Linked DNA regions of Sus scrofa: all the other regions are linked to region 3. A link is a contact called in public Hi-C and HiChIP or PLAC-seq data. All regions are on one chromosome and are shown on one strand. The core of a region is the stretch at or near the end of the contact, and the rest is flanking DNA. Distances in the headings are between cores, read along the strand shown.

Region 1 (4,028 bases), core at 1,373-3,872, 65 kb before region 3:
GCAAAAAAAAAAAAAAAAAAAAAAAAAACACACACAATCTATTGCATCTGGAGTGGATAAGCAATGAGATCCTGCTGTATAGCACAGGGAACTATATCTAATCACTTGTAATGGCAACAAAATGTCTCAACTTTAAATCTGATCAGAGGTATTTAGGAGGGGAGGTGGTGACAGAGGGTAGCATCCTTACTAATATCTTGAGGAATGTAGTTTAGGAAATGCTGAACCAGAAACTTGCTACAAAGTGGATTTTTTTTTTTCTTGCCCTTTCTAGGGCTGCATCCTCAGCATCTGGAGGTATCCAGGCTTCGGGTCTAATCGGAGATGTAGCCACTGGCCTACGCAAGAGCCACAGCAATGCGGGGATCCGAGGCACGTCTGCAACCAACACCACGGCTCATGGCAACACTGGATCCTTAACCCACTGAGCAAGGCCAGGGATTGAACCTTCAACCTCACGGTTCCTAGTCAGATTTGTTAACCACTGAGCCACGACAGGAACTCCTAGAAAGTGGATTTAAAGCTAAAAGATAAAGACTTTGTTGACAGGTTTTCAGATTATCAAAAAGTTTAAAATTATCAGATCATAAAATCGTGTTTCTTTCTAAAGAATATTTTTAACTATATTAAGTCCTCCTAATTATTTCAGCCTTAAGGTAGAATAACTTGTTTTATGAAGAACAATGGCAACAGGGACACAGGGAAAAATGGACACAGGGAAAAAATGGAAAAGAAATATTTATTTGAAGTGTTAGTTACCAACATCGTTATTATTTAATAAGCAATTTTAGCTAGTTATTTATGAGAGAGAAAATCATCCCTGATATTCAGAAACTAGCCTGACACAGCTAGACTTCAGTGTTGTTAGAAGATGGCCTGATACAGTGAGGTCATGGTTTTCTGTTGAAGACAATCTCACAGAACACCAAAAATCAGACAAGATCACCCTATGACTGACTACTGAACAGAGGGTTGGGGGAAAGCAACCTAGTTCATAATTTTCTCTAAGCAGAGACAAAAACAAGGTTACTAGCAAACCACAAAAATATTAGGTTTTATTACTAATAACTCTACCCAATTGTGTGGTATCACTGATAGTGGCCATTCAATTTTCTGAGGTAATCCAGTTATTTACCTATAAACAGACCCAGACAAAAATGAAGTGGAAAAAAAATTTCTGCATAAAGACCATATATGCATGTAGTCTAGTAAGAGAAAGCCACTACTATTTAGTCCTACTTTGCAAATTTGGTTCTCAGTTCATAAGCTAACCAAAGCAAAGGGCTTTAAGTAGTCTTGGCATGTATTATAGTGTGAGTTTTCAAAATGTAATTATTTTTAGCGGGCTAAAATAAATTTGGGTAAAATGTCTGAAACTGAGGTGTCTTCCTACACTGTAAGGAATTAACTAAAAAATTTCAGAATATAATATTATCAATGTCACTGTTAACCCAGCAAACAAAAGTTAATTTCAAATAAAACGTGAAATCAATCGCTAGAGTCAGACTTTTATTTATTTTTTTTAACTTTTTTTTTGTCTCTACAGGGTAGTACCCGCAGCATATGTAGGTTCCCAGGCTAGGGGTCTAATAGAAGCTCTTGTCGCAGTCCTACTCCACAGCTACAGCAACCGCAACCGCCAAATCCCAGCGGCGTCTGCAACGGACACCACAGCTCATGACAACACAGGATCCTCAACCCACTGAGTGAGGCCAGGGATTGAACCCGAAACCTCATGGTTCCTCAGTTGGATTCGTTTCTGCTGAGCAACCACAGGAACACCGAGGCAGACTTTTAATAGTAAGGAGTGGTCTGCTTTGTAAATAAATTGACTGAATGCACAGACTTTAGTTTTTATTTTTTTTAAGGCCGAACCCACAGCACATGGAAGGTCCCAGGCCAGCAGTCGAATTGGAGCTGCAGCTGCCCGCTTACAACACAGCTACAGCAACACGTGATCCAAGCCATGTCTGCAACCTACACAGTAGCTCAGGACAACAGGTAACTCCGGATCCTTAACCCACTGGGCAAGGCCATTGATCAAACCCTCCTCCTCAGGAATACTAGTCAGGTTTGTTACCTCTGAGCCACAATGGGGAACTCCTGCACAGAATTTATGAAAGATGTGAGAACAAATAATAATTATTTGAGAGTTCAATAGCAGGAACTATGCAAAGCTATCTTTACACCTCCAGCAGCCAGCAGTTTATAAGCGCTAAACTGTGTTGTTTTAAAATGATTTCCTCAGTCATAAAATTCCCTTTCTACAGCCCAATACTCTCCCCCTGAAAAGTACATGATATTGTACGGAATGAGCTGTTCATAGATGGAAAAACATTCGAATTGTATTCTCAACATGGACTTGGTCTAAATTCACTTGCATGAATGATCATCTATACTATTACTACCGAGGTGGTGGTTTCACTTTTGGGGTTATTCTGGAAACGGAGGGCCTTTCAGGTGTTCCAAGTGTCTAGATTCTAGGAAGCTTTACAACGCACTACATTACAACGCATTACAAACACACACCGGACTGAACACGGAACCTCCTTGCTCCGTCCTCCCGCTCCAGCTGCCCTTGGAGCCGCCCTTTAAATGCTCGCGTGATCGAGGTACCGCCCACAGGTGGCCACGGCGCATGCGCCTAAGAGGCGAGCCAGGGGAGACGGGCGCACAGCAAGTCGCGGGCTGAGCGCTAGGGTCCTTGGCCCTGGCCCGCTGGACCCGGCGGTGCAGGCGTCCATCCGGACGTGACCGCGCTCCCTTGCGCTGGACTTGCCAGCGGGACACCCCACATTTAAGCTCTGACTCCGCCCCTTTGCGCCACCGACCCCGGGCGTCAGCGCGTGGCAGGCGGCGGGGGCGGAGCTAGCCACCCCCGGCCGCTGATTGGCTGCCTCCGCTTCCCCTTCCCGAGAGTTCAGGTGTGAAGTGACTGCTGTCCGCGAGCCGGCGCCCTGAGGAGTTACGCTACGCTCTTGCAGCGAGGTTTTAACCTCACCCAGACTCCTCTGGCAGCGCTCAGCCAGACCAATTTTTGGAAATATTTGGGTTTATATTACTTTGCTGTCGGTGGAAGATGTCGGCTTCTACACGAATGTTTTGCTGGCCACTTAAATGACTTTTTTTTTCCTCAGAAACGCGAAACATTTTCTCCCCCAGGTGTTCCTATCCTCATTTTTCATGACAGATCTTGATAACAATTCATGCAAAAAATATATAAAGATGATAACTAATATAGTTATACTGAGCCTGATCATTTGCATTTCTTTAGCTTTCTGGATTATGTCTATGACTGCAAGCACCTATTATGGTGAGTATGAATGTTTTGATTGTCTTTTTAATTTGTGGGATTTAAAAGGTACCGTTGTGAAAGACAAAACTCTTGTCTTCTGAATAGTTGTAAACTGTTGTGTTTAGTTAACTTCCGGGGCCTGAATTACCTTAACTAACCTGGAAATATACAGTGCCTTGAACCTTTTAAAGCCTTTGAGCATTGCCGTTTGTCATAATACTAGTTACAGCAGTTTGAAAAATATGTTTTTATGTTTTATGTAATTATTGCATCTAGTTTGGTGGAGAGTAAGTGAGGTGAAATTTAATTTTGTAAAGCACTTGCAGTGATGCCTTTACTAAGAATATTAGTGAGGTGGTTTACCAGTTCCATGTGTCTTGTACAAAATAAAAAGTAAAAATAAAAGATGACACAATATTTACACTTGGAGATTTGGATTTTTTTTGTCTGCACTTTGGTCCCTTCAGAAGAACAGACCTGTTTTAAAGCCTGAAACCAATTTGCATAAATACTCTAGACTCAAATCTTTAGGGTTTTTATTTTTTGTCTTTTTAGGGCCAACCCACGGCATATGAAAGTGCCCAGTTTGAAGTTAGAGGTCAGATTGGAACTACAGCTGCCAGCCTATACCACAGCCACAGCAATGCCGGATCCAAGCCTTTGTACAAACTTCCTTGGTACCCCTTTACAAAAAATAGGAGTTCCCTAGTTGCACAGCATAGGTTAAAGTTCC
Region 2 (4,320 bases), core at 1,257-3,756, 86 kb before region 3:
CCACAAAAATTACAAGTCTCATCTTTGTACTCTTAAAAAATCTGAATATATGTGCTTAAATAGCCTTTCTGCTTTTAGATTCATAATTGACAACTAATAAATCCTTGATTAAAAAATATCTTGGGCAGAGGTTTTCTAACTTCACTGGAAGACTATCCTCTTTTGAAAAGTTAAATACAGGGAGTTCCTGCTGTGGCATCTCTGGAGCGATGAGATGCAGGTTTGATCCCTGGCCCGACACAGTGGCTTAACGATCCAGTGCTGCAACTGTGGCGTAGGTCACAACTGTGGCTCGGATCTGATCCCTGGCCCAGGAACTCCATATGCCTCGGGGCGGTCAAAAAAGAAAAGAAAAAAAAAGTTAAATACCAAAATGATTTTTTCTGAAACAATCCTGGAGTGCTCCTAATCCAACTTTTGGTTGTAATTTTTTCAGAGCACTAGCACCAGAAGCTGCTACTTCTTACCTAAACCTATATTTCTATCCTGACATCTGGGAAAGACAATTTGGGCCTGAGTATCCCATGAAAATAATGTTCACTGTCTCCCAAACAAATGTCATTATATGTTAAGTGTCATATATAATGAATATATTAAAAAATCATTACACCATGGAAATTACAATCAGTAATAAAGTTCTTAGTAAACTTTTTATGTGGTTATCATGGAATAAGTCAAGACACAGACATATAAACACATCTTAAAATGGCAAATCTTCAGATGAGTAAACTCAGGAATGTTTAAAGATCAGAAGGGACAAAAAACAGATATTTTGCAATTTTCCTTCTCAATCTCTCCATAATCTCCACCTTCCCATAAATCCCATGGTTTCCAATATATTGAGATAAAAATGCTGTTAAGTTTCATTCTCTCTGTAGCCCAACTCTAAGAGTTATAAAATGTCAAAAATGTGAACATAAGAAATAAGACTTAAAGTTTTCCAAAAAAGACATATAAATTTAAAGCCTCTGAATTAATAGAGCTGGTGAATATACCGGGGTTTTTTTTTTCCAACTTTAGAAGGCAGCAATGTGTAAGAATAAATCAAGATAGAAAGGTTAAAACAGACTCAAATAAAAGCAGTAGGATTATGCAGAATGAAACTTCACAATTTCCAATGTCGCAGTGCAATATGATATAAGCAATGGTATTCCCCAAACTTTTTATGGCTAATATTTTTTTTCTTCCTCTAAAAATCTAAGTCAACATCACCTAAAAGCAAGGGTAGTATTAAAAAGAGGGTTAATGAAACTTGGGCTTCTGATGTAATATTACAGATCTGATTTTACACTTCCTTAGGTTCCATTAGTTTGGCCCCCATCCATAACACGTAAATATTTATTAAAAAGCAATAAACTCAATAAAGTAATTTTTTAAAATAACGCTACGGTTTGACACATGGAGATTACCAAAGAACCAACTACGTTAAGTATACTTACAGTGACAAGCGGTTCTGATGGTTCAGAAAAGTTACTCATCTCAAAGACCTAGCAATGACGCTAAAAGGAACTTTAGTAGTGACACACCCAGGGCAGACCGCCACGTTAAGGATACAACTCTTCCGAGGTGGAGAGGGCTCTCGCCAGCTCTGACTGCTGCTGAATCCAGATCCTGCTCCTCCTCCTAGGGGAGGTCTGCCCCCCGGCTTGCCTCCTCGCTCACCCCCTCCTCGCCCCCGACTCCAGCGACTCCCACCCCGGTAAGGCCTGCCTCGAAAACGGAAACGGTCCAAGGCAATGTGGCTCCGTTCCCAAAAGGACGGCCGGGGGCTGCTTTCGGACAGTGAGCTCGAAGGCATCCGCACGGAAGGCGGGTGAGACCTGAACGGCTCTTTGGGTCGGTAGCTGCTGTGTCCCCTGAGGTGGCCCCGCTCCGACGCGTGCCGTGAGCGTGAGAAATTCCTCAGCTGCTGCTGAGAAGAGGACGACGACGAGGAGGAGCCACCGCCTCCGCCGGATCCACCACCCCGGGCCGGGTGAGGAGGCCTTCGCCGCGGATACGGTAACAGCCCTCCGCCACTGCTGCTGCTGCTGCTCCGGCTCCGTATCTGGCTGTTATTATCGTCATCGCTGATCTCTCCATCTTCGAGCTCCCCTTCTTCCTTGGGCGAGAGGCCACTGGAGGCCGGGGCCGGAGTATCTGCGGTCGCCATCCCGGGAGCAGTGCCTTCCACACAACCTTAGCCCTCTGTCCGGGGATCCACCCTACAATTGTCTTCCTCCTCTGTTTCCTTTTTTCCTAACGGACCCGGTCGGTGCGGTTTTACAGTACTCGGACACCTAGTGGGCTCTGCTCCCCAACTTCCCCGCACCCCAGCTCTTTCTCGCCGGACCGTCGCAATTCAGTTCCCTTCCCTAGCGCCCCCTTGCTCTCCGCGATCGGGGCTCTTCCGCCTCGCGAGAAAGGGTCTCTGGAAGTGGCTCTACTCGTGACGTCACTTCCCGAAGCACGCAGGAAACAAGGCTCCCAATTCACGCGATAAAAATTAGGACGACGCGATTCTCAGTGGGCGTTGTAGTTTTTTTTGAGTATTGCTTTCCGTTTGTCCTTCCAAAATCTGTGCCTGTTAGCTACTCCAGACCCTAAACTCGGGTTTCTGGGTGCGTGGCAGGGTAGGCGGGTCTCTTCTTAATCTCGGCTGCGAGATTCATATTTCATAGTGATAGGGGGCTGGTGGGGGGCATACCTCTTCGATTGCTCAAAGAACAACTACCAAAGAGACCAGTAGTCCCTCTCTTTTGGGAGCCAGCGGTAGGGCGGGTTGCGTTCGCCATGTTGGTGAAGGCAAACGAAGGGGACTGGAGCTCCAGGACTGTAGGCTCTGCTGCCCCAAGTCCGCCATATTAATAAAGAGAAAGGGAAGGTTGACTACCCCCCCCCAGCTACACACACACACACACACACACACACACACACACACACAACACGCATACACAACCCCTTCCTCGCACGCAGGTCCCACGACTCAGTTCTTTGGCCCTTCCCCTGCCACGCTTCCCCAGTCTCTGCCCGAAGGGAGCGTAGCAACCCGCACCTCAAATCAGGCTTAAGACAGCGCCGAATGAGGGGGAAAGGGAAATGCCGACCAATTGCGCCGCGGCGGGCTGTGCTACTACCTACAACAAGCACATTAACATCAGCTTCCACAGGTAACCTGGGCAGGGAGTGCGGGTGACGAAAACGGGAGTTCCTTGACTGGGTATCGCTTGGGGCGGGGGGGAAGACCAGGGAGGATTCTACTAATTCTGATAACTTCCGTAGCTAACTAGTAGCAGAGGCGCAACATTTTTACCCTTTGTGTGTGTTTCTCAAATCTGTCCAATTTTTCTCTCCCTTCGGGGAAGGTTTGCTCACTTTGAGAAAGAGAGCCAAGTTCTGTACGGTGATTGCTCCTTTAGAAAGTGACAAGGAAGATACCTTAATTTTCTACTCTTTTACTCCTGTGTATTAGATCAGGTCTTGACATTAATGACACCGTAAGAGGAAGTGAGATCTTCCTGTTCAAGCCAGCAATCACCTAAAAAGCCTGCTGTGTTCTCATTAGAAGTTAATTCTTACTGGCTGAACTGACATGGGAAGCATTTGGATTTTTAATCTTTTAGTCACAGGCAGTAATTTTGTGGAGGAATTGAGTCATCATTAATAGCCGTGGAATTAAGCGATGTTAATGAAAGTGGGAAATGAAAGCTTTCTTTTCTTTTAGTATGCAGAGTAGTATAATAAAAGGAACCCGGATTGTGTTTTTCCTACGTTTGCTGGAAGAGCAAGCAAAATTCTTTAGTTCTGTTAAATCAGACCTCTTGAAAGGGCTTTGAACACTATATGACATAAGTACTTAGGTAAATGTTTTACCTTCTCTACAAATGCCTGCCATATGCCTGAAGAAAGGAAGGATTCAAAAAGTTGAGTGCAAACAGTTCTGATTTTATATACCTCACAGCTTAATAAGGTCGTAGAATGTGGAAAATAACCCTGACCTTTCTCCTTATCTCATTATGACTAAATGTACCTTCTTATTAAAAGTTAGTACTAAAAAACAAACAAACAAAAACTCTTGTGGTGTTTCTTTTTGTCATCTACTTCATGCACATGTAGTCCTTTGTTCATTCACCCATCGAATGTGTACCAAGCTCTTATTTGCCTCTCCTACTAGGGATCCAGGAAATTATCTTCCCGGAGTTGGAATGAGAAAGACTGACACAAATAATTATGGTTAAGTGCCACAGAAGAAACCTTTAGGGAGACCTAGCTTTGCCTTGAAAAGTCAAAGAACACTTCTCAAAGGATGTGAAAGCTCAAATGAGACCAAAAGATGACATA
Region 3 (4,132 bases), core at 1,592-4,091:
AGAGACTTCAAAATTAAGTCTCTTTCTGGAGTTCTCTGGTGACACAAGCAGATTAAAGGTCTGGCGTGGTCATTGAAGTGGCTTGGGTCTCTGCTGTGGCGCAGGTTTGATTCCTGGCCTGGGAACTTTCATATGCCATGGGGCATGGCCAAAAAAAGAAATGAAGTCTCTGGAGAACAGACTTGTGGTTGCCAAGGGGGAGAGGGAGGGAGTGGTATGGACTGGGAGTCTGGGGTTAATAGAAGCAAACTATTGCATTTGAGTGGATAAACAATGAGATCCTGCTGTATAGCACAGGGAACTCTATCTAGTCACTTGTGATGGAACATGATGGAAGATAATGTGAGAAAAAGAATGCATATATATATGTGTGACTGGGTCATTTTGCTGTACAGTAGAAAATTGACAGAACACTGTAAACCAACTATAGCGGAAAAAATAAAAATCATTAAAATTAACAAAATTTTTAAAAAATGAAGTCTCTTCCTGATTCTGGAAGAATCCACGAACATGCAAAGACTCTGAGAGAGGAATACAGAGAGAAATAGAGAATACATCCTCAGATGCAATCATGAAGATATTTTATAAAAAAATAAGTTCTCTTTAATGGCTGATTCTAAGTAAATTGAAGTAATATCATCCTTCTCCAATCCATTCTTCATTTTGTTTTGTTTTGTTTTGTTTTGTTTTTCCTTTTTAGGGCCACACCCAAGGCATATGGGAGTTCCCAGGCTAGGGGTCAAATCGGAGCTGCAGCTGCCGGCCTACGCCCCAGCCACAGTACCACAGGATCTCAGCTGCATCTGTGACCTACACCACAGCTCACAGTGGCAATACTGGATCCTTAACCCACTGAGTAAGGGCAGGGATCAAACCCACATTCTCATGGATACTAGTCAGGTTTGTAACCCGCTTAGCCACAATGGGAACTCCCTCCCATCCATTTTTCAAATTACAGCCAGAGTGATTTTTTAAAAGTCAAATCTGATTATATCATCTCCTTATTAAAACCCTTCATTTGCTGAAAGGACCTTTCAGTATTGATTCCTGGCTTCCATACCAATGCCGGTTTCATCTGAAGCTCTCTGCATTCTTACCACACTTCTCATCCTCATGTACTCATTCCTATCTGAAAGCAATAGTACACCCTTGGAGTTCCCGTCGTGGCGCAGTGGTTAACGAATCCGACTAGGAACCATGAGGTTGCGGGTTCGGTCCCTGCCCTTGCTCAGTGGGTTAACGATCCGGCGTTGCCGTGAGCTGTGGTGTAGGTTGCAGACGCGGCTCGGATCCCACGTTGCTGTGGCTCTGGCGTAGGCCGGTGGCTACAACTCCGATTCGACCCCTAGCCTGGGAACCTCCATATGCCGTGGGAGCGGCCCAAGAAATAGCAAAAAGACAAAAAAAAAAAAAAAAATAGTACACCCTACTCTCTGCTTGCAAAGCTCTCCTTCCTTTTTGCCTAGGTTACTCCTACTCAAAAGTAACATTTTCCCAGAAGCCTCCCCTATATGCTGAACCATTTGGATCCCCATATACATTTGCAACATAGCTGAACTGCTTTATCAGGATGAAAGCATTCCTTATATAATGAATGTGTCTGTCTTCCCTGCTAAAATGTAAGCTCTATGACATAGGCATTGTATCTTGTTCATACAGTGCCTGGCATATGTGGGCACCTTCAAATATTTGTTGAATGAATGAATGGACTATCTGGTTTGAAGTGGAAAAGGAGTCTCATAAAAAATATTTGCCTAAATGACATCAAATTTCTAGTTGCAAACTTTTAGCACTAGTATGGTTTCTTGGAAGAGTATGTTTCATGAAAGAAAGAGGATGCAGATGAGGAAATATAAGCAATCATCAAAGAAGCCAGGCCTATCAAGGTGGTATCAATACAGTATGTCAAAAACTTCATGGGGCAGAGTTTCCTAGTGGCCTAGTTGTTAAGGATCCCAAGTTTCCACTGCTGTGGTTTGGGTCACTGGGGTGGCTGGGGTTTGATCTCTGTTAGGGGAACTTCTGCATGATGCAGACACAGCCCTTCTCCCTCCCCCCCCCAAAAAAAACCTTCATAGGGAAAAAAAAGATCTTCATGGAAGACAGAAAAACTGGGAAACCAAGGCATAATGGTTTAAAATGTATCATTCATTCCCAAATATTTATATAATGACTATTATGTGCCTGGCATTGGGATTCAGAAGCTCAAAGGTGGAGCAAGTTCTCACGTAGTTTTTGTCTTTAACAAATTTACAGCCTAGTAAAAATATTCAGCAAAGTAATTTCCAAGTAAGCGCTGCTAGAGAGGTTCTGCCAATGTTATGAATTACCTAACTCAGGTGGGTAAGAAAGGGATGGAAGGATAGAAGGAGAAGGATGGGTAGTCAGGGAAGCCTTTGAGTTTAAGCTGACACCTGAAAGATGAGGAAGAGTCCAGGTGGTCTGGGGGAACTTGAAGTTCAATAGCTAGGATTTGGGACCCCACAGAGAAATACTATCAAGATACTGACGGCACCTTGGCAGATTCGGCTTATGGGGACACTGGATGGGAGAGGTCATTAGCATTGCGAATATTCTCTAGGCATGAACAACATTCTGCACTTCAACATTCCACCTGAGCTGGGGTTGCTTGAAATTATTCATTCCTTATTCCTGCTCCCAGCAACTGCAGAGTGGTGTGCCCCGCAGACACCCTAGGTCTGCAGGCGAGACCGGCAGGAGTTAACTCCACTCTCGTCCAACTCACTGCGGGTGGGGGCGGGAGTGGGGAAGAGGCCCCAGAAGCCCCGCCCACATCCAGACACGTTAATCTACGCCGCGTCCCAGGGGCCGCACGCGGCCGCGGCGATCATGTGACCCGAAGTGTGACGTAGGAGGAAGGAGACGCCATTAGAGGGAGGCGGAGAGGGACAGCTCTGCCTTTCCTCGGATACCTGACGTGGTGGCTGGGGCCCGTCATTCTCGGACTTTACCTCGGTCCTTCCAGGCCTTGCCCAGAGGAGGGAGTGGAGACGGCGCCCGGGATTGGCGGCGCCGATGCGGAGGGGCCTGTGTCGGCCGAGGCTGTGAAGGAGCTGCGGTGGCCGTGGGGCGCTCGGCACGGCTCTAGGGCTCGGGCGTTAGGGACGCGACGGGATGGCTGCGGCCGGCGGCGGCGGGGCGGCGGCAGCCCGAGCCTACTCGTTCAAGGTGGTGCTGCTGGGGGAAGGCTGCGTGGGAAAGACGTCGTTGGTGCTGCGCTACTGCGAGAACAAGTTCAACGACAAGCACATCACCACTCTGCAGGTGCGGGCCCCGGGGAGCGGGAGTGGCGCCTTGGGGCCCCTACCCCTCCGGGGCTCAGAGGACTTTGTTGCCACGGTTCTCTGTGTCGCGGGGCTCTCATATCTCAGGCCTGTCACCTCCGCCTTCGGATTCACTTTCCGAATTCGCCCTGGGGACGGCGTTTGTCCGGGCAGCCTGGAGACACAAGGACGGGCTGTTGGGAGGGGAGTGGAAGGGCCCTGAAAAGTCCCCAGTGTGGCCGCGCATGTCGTGGAATCCCCATCGGTGGACTAGTTTTTCCCCTTTGATTCGCTTCCGCTTAGGCCCTAGGTGTCTTCACCCTGCGGTCCACCAGTGTCGGTCCTTTTTCTTTCTTTCGGAATTAGGAATTTAGCTGAGGATTTGATTTTTCGAATTAGGTGATTTATAACTTCAGCTCTTACTGATGACTAAGTGTTTATGCATGTTCCATTTTGTCCTGTCTTCGAGTAATATGGTGATTGGCAAAACATTCATCTCCAGAGGGTTTTTGAAATGACCGCTTGCCGGTGTGGGTTACGCAGTTCCATTGCTGCCTGCGTAGGTCTGACTTGTGGGTCACTTGTATTCAGCGATGTGGGTCGATCCATATTCACATGGAAACGTCATGGTCCTCAAACTAACAGTTTAGCTACAAATACTATTTCTTTGGTTGTAATTTAGGGCCGCCTTTCATCAGCAGATACATCATGGTTAGTCAGAAAAGTGTTAAAATGTAGTCATTAATTGGGAGTGAATTCAGGCTTTTGAGGTGGTTGGAGTCTCCCTCTTCCAAAGAAATCAGTTTGCACGTGTTAGAAGAAAAGTTTCCAACGAATCTGCCCTGATC

Evidence for each region. A called contact is a pair of places that touch in the nucleus more often than the background predicts. HiChIP or PLAC-seq counts read pairs in DNA pulled down with a chosen protein or histone mark.
Region 1: a Hi-C map of skeletal muscle shows a contact between it and region 3, with 4 times the contacts expected there. The contact joins the promoter of TMEM19 here to the promoter of RAB21 in region 3. A contact is called at or near these places in 1 of 5 promoter capture datasets (liver), 6 of 47 Hi-C or Micro-C datasets (embryonic fibroblasts, heart right ventricle, liver and 1 more) and 2 of 2 datasets of contacts at active chromatin or transcription factors (alveolar macrophages and skeletal muscle).
Region 2: an H3K27ac HiChIP or PLAC-seq map of alveolar macrophages shows a contact between it and region 3. The contact joins the promoter of THAP2 here to the promoter of RAB21 in region 3. A contact is called at or near these places in 1 of 5 promoter capture datasets (liver), 13 of 47 Hi-C or Micro-C datasets (alveolar macrophages, brain, embryonic fibroblasts and 6 more) and 2 of 2 datasets of contacts at active chromatin or transcription factors (alveolar macrophages and skeletal muscle).

Annotation. Positions count from the first base shown.
Region 1 is chr5:35,689,375-35,693,402 of Sscrofa11.1, forward strand. TMEM19 (transmembrane protein 19) reads left to right here and starts at 2,623. Exons shown (of 6, transcript XM_003126376.6): 1 at 2,623-3,313. The coding sequence starts at 3,118.
Region 2 is chr5:35,668,774-35,673,093 of Sscrofa11.1, forward strand. It overlaps THAP2 (THAP domain-containing protein 2), which reads left to right and starts at 2,507. Exons shown (of 3, transcript XM_003126383.4): 1 at 2,507-3,149. The coding sequence starts at 3,079. It overlaps ZFC3H1 (zinc finger C3H1 domain-containing protein), which reads right to left and starts at 2,418. Exons shown (of 35, transcript XM_021092001.1): 1 at 1,555-2,418. The coding sequence starts at 2,152.
Region 3 is chr5:35,754,432-35,758,563 of Sscrofa11.1, forward strand. It overlaps RAB21 (ras-related protein Rab-21), which reads left to right and starts at 2,842. Exons shown (of 7, transcript XM_003481659.4): 1 at 2,842-3,285. The coding sequence starts at 3,136.